Regions from separate parts of the Danio rerio genome. Here region 2 is linked to region 1. The links are chromatin contacts, called in public Hi-C maps. All regions are on one chromosome and are shown on one strand. Each heading gives the region's core, a stretch centred on a gene start, on an enhancer-like site or on the middle of the called end of the contact. The rest is flanking DNA. Distances are from core to core; before and after follow the strand shown.

Evidence for each region. Hi-C and Micro-C count contacts between places; a contact is called where the count stands out from the background.
Region 2: a Hi-C map of hematopoietic stem cells shows a contact between it and region 1, with 1.8 times the contacts expected there. The contact joins the promoter of ndufb3 here to the promoter of bzw1b in region 1. A contact is called at or near these places in 2 of 18 Hi-C or Micro-C datasets (hematopoietic stem cells and an unstated tissue) and 1 of 4 datasets of contacts at active chromatin or transcription factors (embryo).

What each region holds. Positions count from the first base shown.
Region 1 is chr9:380,602-385,079 of GRCz12tu, forward strand. It overlaps bzw1b (basic leucine zipper and W2 domains 1b), which reads left to right and starts at 2,585. Exons shown (of 12, transcript NM_213092.1): 1 at 2,585-2,639; 2 at 3,035-3,104; 3 at 3,970-4,146. The coding sequence starts at 3,041.
Region 2 is chr9:690,059-694,536 of GRCz12tu, forward strand. ndufb3 (NADH:ubiquinone oxidoreductase subunit B3) reads right to left here and starts at 1,817. Exons shown (of 4, transcript NM_001302470.1): 1 at 1,655-1,817; 2 at 392-474. It overlaps ybey (ybeY metalloendoribonuclease), which reads left to right and starts at 1,331. Exons shown (of 4, transcript NM_212594.2): 1 at 1,331-1,702; 2 at 2,655-2,786; 3 at 3,639-3,707. The coding sequence starts at 1,493.

The DNA.
Region 1 (4,478 bases), core at 1,335-3,834:
CTTAATGTTAAAAACTCCACAATAATCTCAGACTTCCTCATCTGATGTGGAGAGAGCAGCTTGTCTGAGCAAAGCTTTTAGTAGGCAGATCTCAGGTCTTGTCTTGGTTTGCTGCAGTTTGGTCAGAGTTTCTCTGCCAGATGAAGCTGTTTCTGCCCTTTCAGTCTCTTTTCGCAATTGTTGAAGGTGATTTAAAAAATCAGTCATTGCATTTTTTTGTTATTCTGTAATCATTGCATGCATCACTAATAAATATTCTAAAACAAAAATATTTTCCATTATGATGAATATATATAATTATTGACAGAATAAAATGTATTGTTTTTGGTCAGTTTTGACAGCTGTTTGGAGGATTATTTTATGAGGCCAAACTCTTTCTACTTTGCTGTAGGCCTATACAGAAAGGCTGAATACATTAAAGCCAATAATCACTACAGCCTGACAGATAAACAAATAAAATTAAAACCTTATGAATAAATAGTATATCTCGTAAGATACTGCATGACCCAAAAATTAAATTATTTAATTATGTTTTTATTACATTTTGGGCATGAAATCCACACTAAATCCACCCTTCTGATGGCATCAGTTTAATCCATGTTTTTTAGATCAAAGTGATCCAAATCCTACAAAAAAGGTCTGATTACGTGATCTAATCCGAATAGGTAATTCGTTTTTTCTTTTGAAAAACCCATTTTCAAGATTTGATCCAATCCCTTATCCAAAATCCCAGTGGATTACTTTTGAAAAACCGGGCCCTGGGTTTAGACATTGGTTCACTTGAAGTATGGAAAGCACCCTCTATTAAGTGCGATTTATTAATTGCATGCATGAGGACAAATCATTTAACCCAGAATAAATGCCTCGTGCACTGGGATGCCTCATTGTGGAGGTGAATTCTTAGCACAGGTCACTAAATCTCCAGCAAGCCTGAACCTGTTGTGTTCTGCCCCAGTGGCCTAATGCATAAGGCACTGGCCTCCTAAGCCAGGGAATGTGGGTTTGAGTTCCATCTGGGGTGATTTGTAGCAGAGTGGAGCAGTGGAAGTGTGCAGGGCCCATAACCCAGAGGTTGAAGGACCAATACCATCCTCTGCTGAGATAGCTTCTTTATAGGGACAGTTCCTACTTGGTTGCGTTGTGAAAGCTGCTGCTTTCTTCTTATTTTACCTAATGTCATCTATGAAAGAGGAGCTGAGAGTCCTTGTTCAAAGCCTGGACATTTACATTCTTTTGCCTATTGAGCGAAATATCTTGCAAGTCGGCTCTATATGTGTAAATGAAGATGTTTCAGCAGAGGATGGTTGTGATCCATTGGCCTCTGGGATACGGGCCCTGCATGCCCCCGCTGCGCCACTCTGCTGAGGTCTGCCTTAGGTGGCACTTGAACTCACAGCCCGTGGCTTAGATGGTCAGTGCATAATCCATTAGGCCACCGATTATTAAATGGACTAAACCGAAAAGAAAATGAATGAAAAAATGTGTTTGCTTTTATTATTTACTATTGTGCTTCGTTGTGTTAACAGAGCGCTAAATGAGTTAAGCAATAACTTTAAAGACCAGCTAATTCCTCAACATATTTCTGTATTTTCATTATATGGGGTGTTACATTATATATGAGGAATATTATATTGTGATAAACCGAACACAAATCTTGTACTTGATATAGTGATACCCTGATGTTAGCTTTCTACTTTAAATACGCTTTTTAAAAATTTGTTACTAAAACTAAAAACTAAAACTTTTGTTTCAGAGAAAGTTGCTTAAAACTCAAGATCAAAACATTCACTGATACACACACACACACACACACACACACACACACACACACACACACACACACACACACACACACACACACACACACAATAACCGGCCACTTTATTCGGTACATCTTACTAGTACTGGATTGGACAGTGGATTAACTTGTATGGATTAATTGTTCACCTGAAGTTTAATATAGTGACACAGCGAAATAAACATGACACATTTTGATTAATACTTTAACCTTCATTGATTCAATAAAGCCGTGTTTTGACAACCTTAGATATGTTTGTCTTATTCCACCATGACATTAGAAGACACAAGATGTTTTAAGATCATCACATTTCATCAAAGGGACCTTCAGCTTGTGGATCATTCGACTTTATTTATGCTGTGAAAGGTTTTACTGGTCTCTATCAGTGTGGTGTTGCTGTTTTCTACAGTTCAGCACGTTTTGTCCCACTTTACAAGAATCAGTGGTACATTAGTCATTTTATTGACGTGACGTCTCTCTTACGGGGGCCTGTGTGATTCATGATTGCGAAATCCAGAAAAACTTTTATGTCTGCGTTTTAAAAGGTGGAGGAGTAAAACTTAAGGTAAGTATTTCCAACATAATACAAATAACTACTTTGTTTGAGTATGCATATGACATGTACAATGACATATAAGTAAAGCTGATAAAAGATAAACATGTATATTTCCCCATTTTGTCCATGTTCTGGCATTTATCCTCTCTGTTCCCCCCTCAGCTAATGAACTCGCCCAGCCTTTTTAAGTAGCTCGAGCGGCTCGGCTCAGTTCAGATCTTCTTTGCGGTCGTGTGTTTACTTGTTAACGGCTCTCAAACAGTTATCTAACTTTACTATTTCGGTAAGTACCTCTTTGAAGTAGTTTAATATATTGTAGTTGTTTATTATTTGATTTATGTAAATGGTACCTATTTGATTATCTCTGCTGAACTATTTTCCTCTTTTTAAGTTTACTCATTTAAAGTAGCCTGTGTGATGGGGTAAAAACACTGATACGCCATTTCAGAGCAATATAGTTTAACGTTAGTGATTCAGTAGAAGCTTTAATCAGAAGGGTAACGTGTTCGAGTACTTTTTCAAAGTTTTGTGGTATTTTTGAGGGCATGTTATTGTTAAGTTGTTGCCTTTGTCTCGAGACTCGCGTTTTCTCTTCCGGAAGTGAAAGTAATTAACTTTCCGTCTGCTTCTCTTCTGTCCGCGTGTCCTGTTAACCGGAAGTGTTTTCCTCCTCCAGGGCGTTTTTTATGAGTTATCAAAAGCAGCAGAAGCCGACGCTTACAGGCCAGCGGTTCAAGACCCGAAAGAGAGGTTCGTTTGGGTTTTCAGTCTTAATGTTGGCATTTCTAAAGTTTTTCTTTCTTTAAACTCCTGTATTCGTACATTTCCACCTTGCTTTTTGGTAACACGTCTTAACCATGCTAGTTAGTTTTTGTTTATTTTTTTAATCGATTTAATTGTTTGTTTATATATATATATATATATATATATATATATATATGTATGTATATATATATATATATATATATATATATATATATATATATATATATATATATATATATATTATTATTATTATTATTATTATTATTATTATTATTATTAGTGTGTGTGTATCTATTAAATAAATGAAATTGACTAGTTGCCAGCTATTTAAAGCAAAAAAAACACACACATATATATATATATATATATATATATATATATATATATATATATATATATATATATATATATATATATATATATATATATATATATATATATATATAAGACTTTAGTGTTTAATACAATGTGTATTTTAAATAAATTTACCTATTAAATGCCATTTGTGTTGTAGGTCTGCATATGTATGAGTGATTTAATTTTTTTTTTCCCTGACTGAAATTGGATTTATTTCGATTATTTATTATTATTATTATTATTATTATTAATAGTTATTTAAAACTACAATGGCGACTATCAGTTAAACTTTATTTTTGTCACTGGTTGTCATTTTAAATCAATTTGTAGTTCAAATTAAAGTATTTCATTTAATTGCAGGTTTTTCTCTATTTTCCCCCTTGTTGTTGAAATCCAGTCCTTTTACAGCATGAAAGTCCAATTCTTTTACCTGCAATCATGAGCAATAGTCCAAGTTGACCTCATTTTTCTGTTTCCTCTTCCTGTTGAACAGATGAAAAGGAGAGATTTGACCCTTCACAGTTTCAAGAGAGCATTGTACAAGGACTAAACCAAACTGGCACTGATTTAGAGGCCGTTGCCAAGTTCCTCGATTCCTCTGGAGCCAAGCTTGATTATCGGCGCTATGCAGAAACGCTGTTCGACATCCTGGTGGCTGGTGGAATGCTGGGTAAGTGCTGGAATGAAGGATTTCAGGAGTTTCCAGCCGTCTAGCGTTTACATCAAGCTTCCATAAGAACGGTTTTGTGAAAAATCTTTTTCCCGCTTAATCTAGAAGTTTAAGGATATTTTGGATGGGCTGTTTGGATATTTTATGCCATTATTTGCCACCAGATGTCACCATTTTAGGTTTTGGTTGGTCTAAACTGTCTAAACAATTTTATTTTATTTATTTTTTTCCTTTTAGTAGTTTAATATTTAATTTGTTTACATTTGAGGCCTTCCCGTCCACAAAGGAATGGTTTAGGACTGCAGTTTGAGGCGTGTTTAAGCTAAGTTTTC
Region 2 (4,478 bases), core at 567-3,066, 310 kb after region 1:
AATCTAGAAATGAAGCCCTGTGCAGCATAAAGGGCACATATTTATGTCTGACACAGCTGAAACTATAACAGGAGCAAAGAATTGAATTGGTTTGAAAGCGAATGTCTAATGAATGTCGGGACTAATCAACGAGCGAGTCACATTACACAAAAACACGTCCAAAAACACATCAGCAGGCTAAAATGTACAGCAGAGATGTGTACAGCGGCTAAACTCATAATGTGAGCAGTGGACAAGCGACTGACCAGCGCTTCAGTCGCGCAGACATAAACACACGAGCTAATCACTAGCATAGCTGCTCTCACGACCACATTAATACGCCATCAGAGTGTAAATATTAAAACAGCAGCAAAAGATGTTTGTTTGTGCGCTGAATGTCGGCATGAATTACCTTTTAAAGCAAAGTGACCTCCAGCAGGAATCCACAAGCGCTGTCGGAAGCTCCTACGTTCAACTTCCTGTCAACGTCACGATCTAATCGAAATAAATACGAAATAATAACAATAAAAAAAGATGATCAAAAGTGTTTCAACAAATAACTGTAAAATGTCTATTAAGGTAATTAACTGTCCAACGGTTTTATTAATCTATTAGTTTTATTATTGGTGATTTATTTGTCATTTTCCCCTCACAGGTGTGTATGTTTGAGTGAGATTCTAGTTTTAGGTAGCGTATAATTAAATTTGTGAACTGTTCATTTTTTAGGAATGGTGCAAATTCGCATTTGAAGCATATTAATTATATTTTTAGGGTGATTATTTTACCATCAGTCCAGGGACTGCAGATGCAAAATATCAATCTGACTAATTCTGACACATAACTTGTATATTTCTCTATTATTTTACGTATATTACGTGCAATGTATCTGTCAGTTGTCAAACAAACCTAAAATAAAATAAATAACAAAACTAGTAGACTTTTATTTTGACAGTTTCCCGACGTGTAGTCTAGAAGAGATACAGCTGCGGATACTCACAGCATAATTTTGTGACACTGTACAACAATCATTTATATATTTAAATTAATGTGAGGGTTGTGTTTATGGTTAGAAATTTATAAAATGTTATATAATGGGTCATTTATTGAATAATATTCTGTATAATTACTTTTTACATTACTTTGCGGGTTGTGTTTGAGGTTAGGTGTAGGACGTTAATTAAATGAGTAATGTAACAAATAATATGAACAATACTCGGTATAATTAGTTTTTACATTAGTGTGACGGTTGAGTTGCAGTTAATAAAATACAATTTAAGAAACAATTCAAGCAATTCTCGTTAACTTCCGGCCGCGGGTGTATCCCTTTAAGTTCACTTGCTCAAGCGCATGCGCAGAATCACTTTCCGAATCAATGAACAGGGTGAAAGTGAAGATCATGTGAGTGTGTTGGAAATGACCGCTGTTTCCCCGCGTGTCCCCTGTAACGTTAGATGTTTCGACGGTGTTGCCGGTGTGTTGGTCAGCCTTCCCCCCGCCGGTGGTGCGGTCAGTGATGGGTGTTATTGTTCGGAATCTACAGAATGTGGTTCCGGTGAGGCGCGCGCGGCTCCGCAGGGATGTGGAGATCCTCAGACACATCTTCGGCGTGCAGAAGTTCGACATGGGCATCATCTGCGTGGACAACCGCAAGATCCAGCGCATCAACCACACTTACCGGCGGAGGAATCAGCCCACAGACGTGCTGTCCTTCCCCTTCTATGAGGTACACACCGCGGCTGTCAGACTGGAGCAAGAACAGCCTCAGTGGTTACACTTAAACATAATATAAAATAAACGATACTGTAGTGCTTATACATTAGAGGAATTGATCTGTTGTGGTGATTCTACAGTCGCTATGGTAACAACTATAGTGATTAATTTACTGTGGTGATTCTACAGTTGCTGTGATAACAACAACTATAGCGATTAATCTGTTGTGGTGATTCTACAGTTGCTATGGTAACAACTATAGTAATTAATATGTTGTGGTGATTCTACAGTTGCTACGGTAACAACAACTATAGTGATTAATCTGCTGTGGTGATTCTACTGTTGCTATGGTAACAACTATAGTGATTAATCTGCTGTGGTGATTCTACTGTTGCTATGGTAACAACTATAGTGATTAATCTGCTGTGGTGATTCTACTGTTGCTATGGTAACAACTATTGTAATTGATCTGTTATGGTGATTCTACAGTCGCTATGGTAACAACAACTATAGCGATTAATCTGTTGTGGTGATTCTACAGTTGCTATGGTAACAACAATAGTAATTAATATGTTGTGGTGATTCTACAGTTGCTACGGTAACAACAACTATAGTGATTAATCTGCTGTGGGGATTCTACAGTTGCTATGGTAACAACTATTGTAATTAATCTGTTGTGGTGATTCTACAGTTGCTATGGCAACACAACAACTATAGTAATTGATCTCGTGGTCATTCTACAGTTGCCATGGTAACAACAATAGTAATCCTGTGGTGATTCTACTGTTGCTACAGTAACATGACAACTGTTGCAATTAATCTGCTGTGGTGATTCTACAGTTGCTATGGTAACAACCATAGCAATCTTGTGATATATTTTGTGAATGTAGTGTCTATATTGGTCATCCCTATAATCCATTACTAACCGGAGCACAGTAATGACTTGTGTTTGTGTCATTGTGAAGGACCTGAGGCCGGGAAAAGTGCCGTGTGCCCTACAGAGGGATGAGTACAACCTAGGGGACATCTTCTTAGGGGTGGAGTACGTGATGCAGCAGTGTAAAGAGACCAAGCAGGATCTGCACCAGACGCTGACGGTAACGATGACCGCACATGTGCACATCACAGAATGAATATAGTTCAGGCCAGATATGTCCAGACTTGGTTCTTGAGGGCCGGTGTCCTGCATATTTTAGTTCTAACTCCAATTAAACACACCTGAACTATCTAATCAAGCTCTTATCAGGTATACTAGACACTTGCAGGGAGGTGTGTGAAGGAAGAACTATGTAGGACAGCAGCCCTCCAGGACTGAGACAGACACCCCTGGATTAGGCCAAGCAGTTAAATCAAATAGATGAGATTTGACATTCATAATATTAAATGAGGATTAAAGTGTGCAAAGTAAACATGTATACACTCACCGGCCACTTTATTAGGTACACCTGTCCCACTGCTCGTTAATGCATTTTAATGCAACAGTGTCCTCCAGCATGTTAGCTAGATTGGTCACATGACTAAAATGATCATCATTTTCCAAAGCCTCTATTTCCACATTTATCCTCTTTGGACAGTGTTTTCAAAAAGATGCATTTTAGTTTCCTAAACTCGAGTCTCAGTGTGGACGGAAGGACTAAATGGAGAGAAAAAATATGCTTTGAACCAGGGGTGTCCAAACTCGGTCCTGGAGGGTCTGTGTCCTGCTGACTTGATCTCCAACTCGCTTCAACACATCTGCATGGAGGTTTCTAGTATACCTAGTAAGAGCTTGATCAGCTGGTTCAGGTGTGTTTGATTAGGGTTGGAGCTAAACTCTCCAGGACACCGGCCCTCCAGGACCGAGTTTGGACACCCCTGCTTTAAAGTTAGAGTGAACATGGCCTGAGTGTGTTCAGTGTTTTCAGTCCTGCTGATATACGTACGTGTGTGTGTGTGTGTGTGTGTCGCAGGTGGTCACGGCTCATGGCATCTGTCATTTACTGGGATACAGACATGAAACTGAAGAGGAGTGGAACGAGGTACCCCCCCCCCACACACACACACTTTACAGTAAATACATTTCATAAGGCTTGTGGGAAAAGTGGAAAAGTAAACCAGTGCTTAAAGAAGATAAAGAGCACCTCATTTGCATTTAAAACAACACAATTAGGATCAAAACCTGAAAGGAGAGAGTTAGAGAACGTCTGTGTGCTATTCTCAAACACACACTCTAGATCAGGGGTGGGCAAGCTCGGTCCTGGAGGGCCGGTGTCCTGCACAGTTGAGCTCCAACACTAATCAAACACACCTGCACATGCTAATCAGCGTCTTCAAGATCACTGGAAATCTATAAGCAGGTGTTTTTGATTAGAGACAGAGATAAACTGTGCAGGACACCGGACCTCCAGGACCGAGTTTGCCCAGCCCTGCTCTAGAGACAGCAGGAGGTATTCTACATCTTGGGTTACCTTTGACACATTTTTTTAGGTTTTGGTGGGCCAGTATCTCTACACATGGTAGCACATGAAAGCTTAGAATCTTTATTTTCTGATATTATGCACCACAAATGCCTCGTTTACACTGAGGGGTATGGTGTGTTGCAGTACGGGTCGCCTTTATGGCTGGAGGTGACGATTCATTGCATTTATTTATACAGAATTTACACAGGCGAGGCAGTGGCGCAGTGGGTAGCACGTTCGCCTCACAGCAAGAAGGTCGCTGGTTCGATCCTCGGCTCAGTTGGCGTTTCTGTGTGGAGTTTGCATGTTCTCCCTGCGTTCGCGTGGGTTGCTTCGGTTTCCCCCACAGTC